2 separate regions of the Sus scrofa genome follow, and region 1 is linked to region 2. The links are chromatin contacts, called in public HiChIP or PLAC-seq maps. All regions are on one chromosome and are shown on one strand. Each heading gives the region's core, a stretch centred on a gene start, on an enhancer-like site or on the middle of the called end of the contact. The rest is flanking DNA. Distances are from core to core; before and after follow the strand shown. Region 1 has its middle 41 kb from the start of MTURN. Region 2 has its middle 20 kb from the start of GGCT.

Region 1 (6,096 bases), core at 2,149-4,648, 330 kb before region 2:
GTCCCAGGCCACTGGAGGCCAGAGCCCAAACCAGAGGCAGACTTGGGAGTTCCCATTGGCTCCCAGAATTTCACCAGGGTTTCCTTTTTAGCCCACGAAGGATCAGGAGGGTCTTTCCTCCTCCTCTCTCCCCACTGCCCCTACTGTTCAGGTTTTTTATTGCTTCTGTCTACTGAGTTAGGCCCAACCCTCACCATAGTCGTGGGATGGACATTTGTCCTCTGCTGGGTGATTTGGCTGAGCCTGAAACCCACTCAGCGGAGACAGGATGTGGTGAAAAGGACAACAAGCATGTCACAAGCGTAACAGAAGCCCTGACTCCCCCATAAACATTTTAACAGTGGCTTGACAGCAGTCTCACTACTACCACTAGGTTTCAGAATGACGGTTTTTGATTCTGTTGAGTGTGGGCAAGGTCCAAGTTTACTCTGCTCCGCAGTGAAACAGCCCGATGAGGTTTCAGTCCTTTTGCCGTGAAGCACACAGTGCTGAGTGACTGTGTCCCAGCTGCATGTGCTGTTCCATGCACTGGTTTGTCTTAACACACGTTTATAAAGCCCTAAGCACCAGGCACTGTTCCAAGCCCCTACGACTCCTGCAATCCTCCCAACATAAGGTAGGTGTTATGACTCTTATCCCCCTTTTACAGATGAGGAAACTGAGGTCCAGAGACATTAAGTGACTTTCTTAAGATCTCACAGCTGGTAAATGTGGAGCTGGGATTCAAGCCAAGGCAGTGTGACTTCAGAGCCCCTTAGCCGCTCTGCTGTGAACAGTGTCATGGGGTTGGTCGTCCTTTTAGTGAGACCCCTGGTCCTTTTTGCTCAATATCACAGGGGCCCTCCCCTTAAACGTCCTGCCGTGAACGCTGCTAGTCTGCCTGGTTGCCCATACACAGGATGGAAAGAAGAAATCTCATTTCATTTCATCAGCTCTTCGCCTTGCCCGTGATCTGGCCGGCTGTGCTGAGTGGTTTCGGATGATAATTGATAAATTCCCTGCTGCACCTTCCCCTCTACCCCCCAAGTATCCTTGTTGTTGCAAAGATTTAAAGTGACTCAGAGAACTGAGACAACAAGTTTGTTGAAATCATCAAGTGATGGATAGAATAAGAGGATCCTGAGCTGGACAAGATTGTGGAGGCAACCAGCGTGCCCTCCTTTCTGGACCCTTCTTCCTGGGTCTTGCCTCTGGAACTGCTCCTTACAAAGCCATCACAGACTCTTCTAAGAACAGAAGAGGCTATTAGGCCCCTGCTGGGAAAGGGGCTCTTACCCAAGCTTACTCTGAAATAACCAGAGCAAACATTTTCTCTGTAGTCAGGCCAGCCTGAGAGCCAGAGGAAGCTGTCATCCACGCAGACCTGGTACCGAGCAGTAGAGCCACCAGCACGCCCCGATGACCTCAGCCTCGTGTATCTCCCTGGACCATGCGAACACCCTTCCAGCCTGCCTTCCAGCCCTTTCCTTTCCCATTTCCTGCTGAGGCAGCGGCGTGGCCCTCTGTGCCCATCCCCCCACTGCCTCCACCCCCGCGTGAGGCTCAGTGTCAACTGAATACAGAATACAGGGTCATGCAGAGGGAGTCCATGAACTTGGAGAACACGCTTCAAAGGCAAATTCAATTCACTTTGTCTCATCTGCTTGTTTGATCTCTGCCCTTGTTTCCTCCACCCACGTGGGAAGAGACAAGCCGGCCATGTCCCATCCCGAGGAAACGTTGGTGCCCCAAAGCTCCTTGCCCTGCTTCTGAGACCCCAAGTGTCATCACATAGATTCCTCACGGCTGGGACCCTGCGGGTCCTGCACGCGAGCTTGGGCTTCGGGGAGAGAGTGCTAAATTCGGGAGCAGTGCTTTTCCGTTTTCCAGGGGATGCTCGGATGGGAGGAAGGAGAGTAGAAAAGGTGAGTCAGCAGCAAACCTTTGCACCTATACATTCTCCGTGGAGCGCGAAGCTGCACAGGTTCGGAAAGAGAAGGGGACACTGTCATAGCGATGAAGACAAGTGGGTTTTTTGAGTGTGAGTCTTGCTCCCAGATGGCCTTGGTCTTTCAAATCTTGAATTTCTTCTACTTAGAAGTGTTCAGGGGCCACTTTGAGCCTTGGGCAGTGGGGGGCGGGGCGGGGCTATAAAAAGACTCACTCAGAGTTTTCTTGTGGCGCAGTGGGTCAAGGATCCAGTGTTGTCACTGCACCAGCGTGGGTCTGGCTCTCCAACTACCCCCACCCTCTCTCTACCCACTCCTCTCCCATCTCAGCTGCTGTGGCATGGGTTCAGTCCCTGGCCTGGGAACTTCCCCATGCATGGGTAGCGCAGGTGCAGGGGGTGGGGGGTGGGGGCAGGGGAGACAAACTCTTGTGGAGAATCAGCTTAAAATGGGTCTGGAAAATGTCTGATGTAATAAGTTCTGACTCCAATAGTCCCTGTTACCAGAAATAGAAATCTAATAACCGAAGGGACACAGGCACACAGGCTTCCCCTGATGTCGCCCTGCGGTAGGGTTTCAAGTTGGACATACACTTGGGCAGGTGCCGCCTGTTGCAGGCTGTCCCCAAATCTGGCTTTCCCACCACCCCCACCTCCCACCTCACCTGACATCGAGCCCTTTTATAATTCAAAGGTCACGTAAATTTAACTCATGATGAAATGATGAAATCCTTTACCAGACAGCCCCACTACTTCAGAAGCATGTCCTGGCTTGTCTAGTGTGGTTAAAACTGGTGATTTGGCTGAGGAGTGGGTAGTACTTGGCGATAAAGCTAAACTATCCAGATCCCTCTCTCTCTCTCTCTCTCTCTCTCTCTCTCTCTCTCTCTCTCTCTCTCTCTGTATATATATATATATATGTCTTCTTTTTTTTCTTTTATGGCTACACTTGCAGCATATGGAAGGGGTCCCAGGCTAGATGTCACAACAGCCATGGCAACACCAGATCTGAGCCACATTGTGGCCTACACTGCAGCGTGTGGCAACTCTGGATCCTGAACCCACTGAGTGAGGCCAGGGATCAAACCCATGTCCTCACAGACCCTATGTTGGGTTCTTAACCCGCTGAGCCGCAACGGGAACTCCTCTCCAGATCGCTTTTGATCCAGTCCCTTCAAAGACGATTCCTGACTCTGGCCAGCTCCCAACTGAGTCCTGTAACTGGTTACAAGAAGGGCTAAGCGACCTAATAGGAGTGATTTGGTGTAAAGCTCCTGTGCAGGAAATAGAATCCAGTGTCCCTCTTGTGGAGGGCAGAAGGCATCATCTCCCCCTATACCGCGCAAGCTTTTGGAAACAATCTGCTGTCTGGAAGCAAGCCACAAAAAGGTCCTCCAGCTCAATGCCAATGAACGCATCCAACCCGAACACATGGTCCAGTCTTTTCAGAACTCTGGCCAAACCTGTGCTAAATTCAGGAACGCTGACTCCCCGCGGTGCACTCCAAACCTTGCTCTGGCCCTGCACTCTTCAGCTCTGGAAAGACATGAGCAGAATTGGCCACAGGCTCTCGAAGATTCCATTTGGAAGCTCGTGTTGGTTGGCGATTCTGGACAGAACGTTGATAAGCGACAACAAACCCTGAGTGGGGTGTGATGCTTGCTGCTTCGAGATCCTCTCACTGGGGACAGCCCTGCCTGCTGCTGCTGCTGCTGCAGAGGCTCACAGAGGTGGGGTTGGGCGCAGCAGCTCCTGGGAAGAACAATGACCTTGGAGTGTTCGTTAGTCATCACGACAATGGCCCTTTTGTGACTCCTCTAGAAATAGGACTTTTCATCCGGCAGCGCAGTGTGCCACGCTTGGGAGCAGTGATGTCACAAGGAGGCAGAAACTAGGGAATTCATCCTCTTGAGCAGAATGACTAATGCTGTGTCCCAGCCTTGGGACATTTGCTGATTTCATCCACCTTCCCCAAACCGCCCCAGCCTCGGGGGGAGGGGAGACTCAGAACTGCGCCTACAATTTCCCGTTTCTCTGGCTCCGACACTGGCTGTGGGGACTCTCAGCTCTCCGCAGATTCCTCCCAAATATTCTGGTGATCCCCCCTCCCCTGGGATGTCTCGTGCGTGTGTTACAAGCTCATCTTTGGTGGCACTTGTGTTCTCCTTCTGGGTTGAACTCAGCCATCTCTGCTAACACAGAGAACGCCCACGTGGGAGCTGGGTTGCCAGTGTCCACGGACAGGCCTGGTGGCTGTCCACCAAAGGTGCCCACTTTGCTGCCGCCCTCTGCCAGCGCTGGCCCTGAGGCTGCCGGTGCATGGCAGTGAGGCCCTGGCTGGGTGGTCCAGGGTGCTGGCTCCAGGAAGGGTGCTGCCCAGGTGACAGCTCTTCAGTTTGTATTTGTCCTTTCTTTCAGCTACTCATCAGAGGGGCTTGAGTCCAAAGAGTTAGACATTGCTCTGAATGACAGGTTCAGAATCCCCTTTGCAGCCAGCCTTTCTCAATGTCATCGTGGCGCCCAGTATGGGAGCCTGATACGTTTCCTGTGAGTTCTGCCCAAGGAGGCTCCTCAGCCCCTCCCTGAACAGGCTGGTAGGCCCCCCCTGCTGGCCTCCTAATCTGTCCAGAAAGGGCAGAAGCTGGGACTTGCCATCCGCCCAAAAGAGGGTAGGAAGCTCCCTCGGCTGACCTCTGAGGAGCTGAGTGGGGGCGTTTAGCCAGGGCTGAGGAAGGCTAGAGGTTTCCGGTGATTTAAAGCCTCCCTTCCCATCCAGGAAGGGTTTTAGTGAGGACATGTGTGTCAGGTGACTCCATACCTATAAAAGCTGCTATGCTTAGAGCATTGGAAAGTGATTTCTAGGGAGTTCCTATTGTGGCTCAGCGGGTTAAGGTCCTGATGTTATCTCCATGAGCATGTGGGTTCGATCCCTGGCCTCACTCAGTGGGTAAAGGCTCCAGTGTTGCTGCAAGCTGCAGCATAAGTCACAGATACTGCTCCGATCTGGTGTTGCCATGGCTGTGGTGTAGGCAGGCAGCTGCAGCTCGGATTTGACCCCTAGTCCAGGAACTTCCATATGCCGCAAGTGCAGCCATAAGAAGAGAGAAAGACAGACAGACAGACAGAAAGAAAGTGATTTCTAGTTCCTGCCACAGCACAGTGGGTTAAGAATCTGATTGCAGCGGCTTGGGTGCGGGGTTCAATCCCTGGCCCAGCGCAGTGGGTGAAAGGATCCCACAGCTGCGACTTGGATTCAATTCCTGGCCCCAGAACTTCCATACGCTGCTGGTGTGGCCATAAATTTAAAAAAAAAAGGAAGGAAAAGAGAGAGAGGGAGGGGGAGCGAGAAAGAGGGAGGGGGGAGAGACGAAGGAAGGAAGGAAGGAAAAGAAAAAGAAAGAGAAGAAAGTGATGTCTTGACTCTCTGAGTAACCGGAGGCTGTAGATGAGCAAGTCTCAAGCTTCAGGCGCTTAAGAATCGACCTGAAGAGGTAGGTTCTCGGACTCCCCACCCCAGGGCCAGATGGACACAGACAGCTGTGTGTTTACAAACACTCCAGGTGGTCTCGTTGCAGGTGGCCTGAGGACCACCCTTTCAGAAACCCTGGGATTGTACTGGCCCCCAGGCTAGGAATCATTCACAGGGCCGAGAGGAGGCCAAGACCCATCACGCAGTTCCTGTGTGCCAGGCGCTGGGCAGAAGGCCTTCCTGGTCCTAGTACATCGCAGTCCACAAGGAGAAAGCCTTGCACAGACGCCAGAATTTTAACTTCATTAAAATCTCATGACTTGGCGTTCCCATTGTGGTGCAGTGGAATCAAATCTGACTAGTCTCCATGAGGATGCAGGTTTGAGGCCTGGCCTCGATCAGTGGTTCAAGGATCTGGCGTTGCCACAAGCTGGGGTGTGGGTCACAGAGGTGGCTTGGATCCCATGTTGCTGTAGCTGTGGTGTAGGCTGGCAACTGTAGCTCCGATGCGACCCCAAGCCAGCCTGGGAATTTCCATATGTCATGGGTTCAGCCCTAAAATGCAAAAAAAAAAAAAAGATCTCATGACTTGGAGAAAAGTTCACTCCTCTGGGCTCACATGAGGACAGAACTGGGAATAGAAGCCAGTTGTGCCCAATTGCAAGGCCTGGTCTCTGTTGCAGGACGTCATATTTCTCCC
Region 2 (6,545 bases), core at 417-2,916:
TCAAAGGGATCATCAGTGACACACAAAGTGGGACCAGGGCAGAGAGTCTGGCTGGGATACCCCCACTGACAACTGTAGGATATGAGTCCTCCCTTCCTCAAATTCCTGACTTCTTGGTCATCTGAGAAGGCCTGATTGTCCCTAGACCGAGAGTCAGTAGCAAAACAGGTACAACCGGGGCATGGCCTGAGGATGCTGCCAGCAGAAGAGTCACCTGTGTGTGCCTGATCAATGTGGAGACTCTGTAAACAGCCTCCCTTTGCTGGGGCGGGGGGAAGGGGGAGGCAGCTCATTTTTTGAGGGATGTGGCAGTGGGTAAAGTCTTTGGATTAAAGAACTACCTTCTTTTGTCAAGAAATTGATTCCTATCACATGGAGTAAAACTCTTACTCCAGAGCCATTAAGCACCCCTCTGAGGGGAGAAGCTGGTGGCCTGAGACTCCGGACCACAAAGTATGCAGGGGCCCAAAGAGGGAGGGAGCTACAGAGCCCTCCTGAGCAGGGCAGGGGAAGATCAGGGGAATGGAGTTTCAAGGGAGACCAGTTCTGGGCACTCTCCCTCCCCGTGGCTGTACTGAACAAATGTTGGGCACCAATCACCCCCAGAGTGGCTAATCCCCGCCATTGATGAGGCAGCTACTATGTGCCAGCTGCCCTGCCAGGCCTTTGCTACATATTATCTCATTTAACCATATTAGCCTCAGGACAGAACTACTTATTTTTCACAAGAAAACAGGGTTTCAGAGAAGTCACATAACATGGCCATGGTCACAATCACAGAAGTGACAGAATCTGAATGTGGGCCCAGGGTTGATGGGCTCCAAAGCTTGAACTCATTTCTTCATTACAAAAAAGCACCATCTACTCCTCTTAGACACTTTAGAAGTCGTCTCTTCGCCTAGGCTGTTCTTTGCATTGAAGCCCCCTCCGTCTCATCTGTTCCACGTGTGCAGAAGAAGTCTGTGCCTTATCCACTCTCCCCGCTTGCTTAGATGACAGCTCTCTGCGCCCCCGCATCCACATCCAGGGTGAGAACAGGGTGAATATTGGGCACTCCTCATACCCGAGGGGGTTACTGGCTATAGGAAATCTCAGGGGGCTTTTAAGAGGGACAAACCCCACCCTGGGGCAAACATACCTTGCTTCATCCTTAGCACAGAAAACCCAGAAGTTGTCAAGGCCATGGGTTTACTGGTTTTCCCCAACTTTGATTTTAAATGCTAACAATGGAGGCATTTCCAGGAAAGGAAGCAGAACTAAGAGGGCATCATGATCTGGCAACCCTTCTGTGTTTCACAATGTGCCACAAAAAACCGTGTGCATGTCTGAGGCTGTATATCTATTTTGGAGGCACCATTCAGAGGCCCCTGCCAAGCCTCATCTCATTTCCTTTCTTTGAGTCTCAGGAAGCAGAGGGAAGTCCTCTGCCAGGCTCCCAGGATCCCTCAGGACCCTGGGAACAGCCGGATCTGTCTGCAGACTGGACTCCATCAAGGCCCCCCTACCTGCCTTGCCACTTTCCCTTGGCAGCCACCCTTTGGTCACTGGGGACCAACCCTGGCCAGGCGCACAGCGGAATCAGCCGGGAGTTTAGTACAGAGGCCTGGGACCCGGCCTCGGAGCGCCCTCCCCCACCCCCCTCCACGCCGCCCCGGGATTCTGATGGATCCAGCCTGGGCATCTGAATGTTAACAGCGCCCCAGGTGATTCCAAGGTGCAGACAGGATTGAGAAGCCCTACCCGGACCATTTCCCTGACGCCGAAGTTCATCCCTCTGAACTTTGGTGGCATTCCGCAACCTCCCGGGTATTTCTGCCTTGCTCCACCTGGAGCTCATCCAGGGCAGCTTTGAATGCCGCCCGCTCGCAGGATGCCGCCTCCCTGAGCCTCCTCCCTTGCGGCGCCCGGTAATCCAGAAAACTTGTGCCCCGAGCGACCCGCCCCCGTCGTCGGGACTTACTTGGCCACGAGGTGTGCAGACCTCGCAGAAGCGGGAAGCCAGAGCGAGAGCCGGGTGCGCCGGGAGCACGCGGGCGGGCGGCGGAGCGCCTGGCTGCGCCAGGGGCTGGGGAGGCAGCAGCCGCAGCGCCGGCCGGAACGGGAACTGGCTCAACCGCAGCGACGGCCGCGCCCCTCTGGCCGCGCCCCGAGCCTCCTCCGCGTGCTGCGTGGAGGCCGAGACCCCGCCCGGGCGGGCGAGGCGAGATCAGCGGGACGGCCGTGGTCCCCCACCCGGAGCGGGAAGCGCGGAGAGGCCGCCTGCCGAAGTGGCCACGGGCAGCCGGGAGGGGCGGTCCCCGCGCCCGCAGGGAGGCCAGGCCACCGCGCAGGGCCGAGCGGCCAGGCCTGAGAGCTCGCCCAGGAGTGACACTGGGAACGGAGGGCGCCAGCTCGGTAACGGCGGCCGCAAGCCCAGGCCCGTCCTCCTAAAAGGACCAACCCACCATCCGCAACCCGAGGCGGCACCTGGGCACGCTGGAGAAACTCCCGTTAAAACGTGACACCTGCTCCCCCCAATGAAACGCAGCTCAAAGCAATCAAACCTTTATAGCAGAGCATATACTTTGATTTATACGTTTTAACGTCTAAGCTTTTCTCCTTGTCCTTAAATCCGTTCTTGGCAGTGTACCTTTTATGTTTTATATGTTATGCTGCAATGACCTGCAAGGGAGTTTTTAACATGCACACACATCTCCCCAACAAAAAATGTTTTAAACGTTTCAAATGGGGAAGGTCTACAAAACGACGCTATAAATAGTTTGTCACCTCCACACTAAAGTACATTCAGTCGTGTGACCACATATGCTCATGAATATTTAAATCACCATCCAAGGCTGCCTTCTGAGAAAAGTTTGTTCCTAACTCAAAAGTGAAACTTTGCGAACGTAAAATTGATGGGATAGGATGAGCAAACTTGTAAGTACCAAAATGGAAAAGCTCAACATACGAATTCTTCCAGTTTACCCTTACCTGAAACTCTGGTAGAAAAATTATGAATTTTTTCTTTTCTTCTAGGATTCTCTTACTCCCATATTTTCCACATCCTGTTTCATACTTAGAATGGCTGCATTCTGAGAAGCTCCTTCAGTTCTGCGGTTCCAATCATCACGTCTCCGGTAGATTTGAATCGGCTGTGTTTCCCACGTGTGTTAGGCAGACTGGCCCTTGTCTGCTTCCCCCCCACCCCGCCCCCGCCCTTAGCTTCCAACCCCCTCCACTCGTGATGCCCTACACCTGGACCCTGTGACTATGGCAAAAGAAAATTAAAGAAGCAGATGGAATGAGTGGTGCAAGTCAACTGACCTTGAGATGGGACAGTGATCATGAGTTACTGGCATGGGCCAATGCGATCACAAGGGTCCTTATAGGTGGAAGAGGGAGGCAGGAGAGCTGAAGAGATAACAGCCTGAGAAGGATCTGATGTTTGTTTTGGAGATGGAGGAATGGGACTATGAGCCAAGAAATGAAGGTAGCTTCTAGAAGCTGGAAAAGGCAACAATATGGGTTCTCTAGGAGAGTCTCCAGAAGGAGGGCAGTCCTGCTGACACTTTGATGTTAGCCCAGTGAGACCCGTTTTAGACTTCTGACTTCCAGAACAGTGAGATAATAAATTTGCCTTGTCTTAAGCCACTAGATTTGAAGTGACTCGTTACAGCAGCAATGGGAAACCAATAACCATCCATTTAAGTTCTTAATTTCAACAATGTTCTTATTTACTAAGAGTGTTTTGGTTCGAATTTTCTTGGTCATTTATGATCATGTCTGGTTCTCTGCTGATCCCATCACTTAAAAAATTCATAGAGTTATTTTTGCTTTTAATTAGCCTTTATTTGGGGATAATTGTAAATTCACTTGTAAGAAATAATGCAGAGCGATCCTTTTACCCTTAATCCAGTTTCCCTTCATGGTAACAGCTTGCAGAACCAGGATGTTGGCACTGATACAATCAAGCTACGGAACATTTCCATCACTATAGTAATGCCTCCTGCTGCCCTGAAACAGCACACCACCCCCTCCTTAACCCCTGACAGCCACTCATCTGTTCCCCATTTCTCTAATATGTCATTGCAAGAATGTAATGTATTTGGAAGCACATAGTAGGTACTGGGATTTTGTTTGGGGTTGGTTTTGTTCACTCAGCATGGAGATTCATCTAGGTCACTGCATGTATCAATAGTTCTTTCCTTTTTATTACTGAGTAGTATTTCATGGCACTGCCACAGGAATGCCACCGTTTTTTACACATGTTGAAGGACATTGAATTATTTCCAGTTTGGGGCTCTTATGAATAAAGCTGCTATATACATTCAGCTACAGGTTTACCTGTGAATGTGAGTTTTTATTTCCCTGGGATCAATGCCCGGAGTGCAACTGCTGGGTCATATGGTAATTGCACATTCAGTTTCTTAAGAAACTGCCAAACTCTTTTCCACAGTGGCTGTTACATTCGCACCAGCAAAGTGTAAGTGATCCAGTTTCATGGCATCCTTGTCAGCATGTGGTGCTGTCACAGTGTTTTATGTTAGCCATTCTGATGAGTGTATGGTGTTAGTGACATATCATTATAGTTTTAATTTGCCAGGGATGTTGAACATCTTTTCATGGGCTTATTTGCCATTTGTGTCTCCTCTTGGGTGAATGTCTCTTCATGTCTCATTCATTTATTAATTGGATTCCTTGATGTTTTACTGTTGAGTTGTGAGAGTTCTTTGTATATTATAGGTTCTAGCACTTTGTTAGATGTGCGATTCACAAATATTTTCTCCAACTCCAAGCTTGTCTTTTCATTCTCTTAATAGGATCTTTAACATTTTAAATTTTGAGGCAGTCTAACTTATCAGTTTTTCCTTGTATGAATCGTGATTTTGGTACTGAGTCTAAGAACTCTGAAAAGTCTTAGATGTCAAAGAATTTCTCTTTTTTCACCTAAAAGCTTTACAGTTTTATGTTATTTAAGGCCATGATACACTTTTTCTTTGTCTTTTTTTTTTTTTTTTTTTGTCTTTTCAGGGCTACACCCATGGCATACGGAAGTTCCCAGGCTAGGGGTCTAATCAGAGCTACAGCTGCCAGCCTACATCACTGCCACAGCAACGCCAGATCCGAGCCCCATCTGTGACCTACACCATGGCTCACGGTTATGAAATAACCAGAATAGGAAAATCCATTGACACAGAATGTAGATTGGTGGTTGCCAGATCCTTAACCCACTGAGTGAGGCCAGGGATCGAACCTGCAACCTCTTGGTTCCTAGTCAGATTCGTTTCCGCTGCACCACAATGGTAACTCCTGAATTAATTTTTATTATTATTATTATTTATTACTCAAATGGATTTACCACATCTGTAGTTCTATAATGATCATAACAATCTGATTTCACAGGATTTCCATCCCACAGCCCAAGCACATCCCCCCACCCCCCAAACTGTCTCCTCTGGAGACCATAAGTTTTTCAATGTCTGTGAGTCAGTATCTGTTCTGCAAAGAAGTTCTGTCTGTCCTTTTTTCAGATTCCACATGTCAGTGAAAGCATTTGATGTTGGTGTCTCATTGTATGGCTGACTTCACTTAGCATGATAATTTCTAGGTCCATCCATGTTGCTAAAAATGCCGGTATTTCGTTCGTTTTAATGGCTGAGTAATATTCCATTGTGTATATGTACCACATCTTCTCGATCCACTCCTCTGTCAATGGACATTTAGGTTGTTTCCATGATTTGGCTATTGAAAATAGTGCTGCAATGAACATTGGAGTACATGTGTCTTTGCGAGTTGTGGTTTTCTCTGGATAGATGCCCAGGAGGGGGATGGCTGGATCAAATGGTAGTTTTATTTTGTTTTCTGAGGAATCTGCATACTGCTTTCCACAGTGGTTGCACCAATTTACAATCCCAACAGTGTACTAGGGTTCCTTTTTCTCCACACCCTCTCCAGCACTTCTTGTTTGTAGACTTTTTGATGCTGGCCATTCTGGCTGGTGTAAGGTGGTACCTCAAGGTGGTTTTGATTTGCATTTCTCTAATAATGAGTGATGTTGAACATCTTTTCATGTGTTTCTCGGCCATCTGTATGTCTTCTTTGGAGAACTGTCTGTTTAGATCTTCTGCCCATTTTTTGATGGGGTCGTTTGCTTTTTTTGGTATGGAGCTGCAGAAGGTGTTTATAAATTTTGGAGCTTAATCCCTTGTCAGTCAATTCACTTGCAAAGATTTTCTCCCATTCTGTGGGTTGTCTTTTCGTGTTGTTTAGGGTTTCCTTTGCTGTGCAGAAACTTTTAAGTCTGATTAGGTCCCATTTGCTTATTTTTGTTTTTATTTTCATTACTCTAAGAGGTGGATGTGAGAAGATGTTGCTGTCATTAATGTCAGAGAGTGTTTGGCCTATGTTTTCCTCTAGGAGTTTGATAGTGCCTGGTCTTATATCTAGGTCTTTAATCCATTTGGAGTTTATTTTTGTGTATGGTGTTAGGGAGTGTTCTAATTTCATTCTTTTCCATGTGGCTGTCCAGTTTTCCCAGCACCACTTATTGAACAAGCTGTCCTTTC

Evidence for each region. HiChIP or PLAC-seq counts read pairs in DNA pulled down with a chosen protein or histone mark.
Region 1: an H3K27ac HiChIP or PLAC-seq map of skeletal muscle shows a contact between it and region 2, with 4 times the contacts expected there. The contact joins two enhancer-like sites. A contact is called at or near these places in 2 of 2 datasets of contacts at active chromatin or transcription factors (alveolar macrophages and skeletal muscle).

Annotation. Positions count from the first base shown.
Region 1 is chr18:42,757,888-42,763,983 of Sscrofa11.1, reverse strand. No RefSeq gene overlaps it. Among named protein-coding and RNA genes, the nearest start is that of MTURN, 41 kb to the left of the region's middle. Within about 2 kb of position 3,398, at least 12 of the 83 cell types and tissues checked have an H3K27ac peak or open chromatin away from gene starts, as enhancers often do. A contact at or near this core is called in skeletal muscle, where this site is marked.
Region 2 is chr18:42,427,877-42,434,421 of Sscrofa11.1, reverse strand. No RefSeq gene overlaps it. Among named protein-coding and RNA genes, the nearest start is that of GGCT, 20 kb to the right of the region's middle. Within about 2 kb of position 1,666, at least 39 of the 83 cell types and tissues checked have an H3K27ac peak or open chromatin away from gene starts, as enhancers often do. A contact at or near this core is called in skeletal muscle, where this site is marked.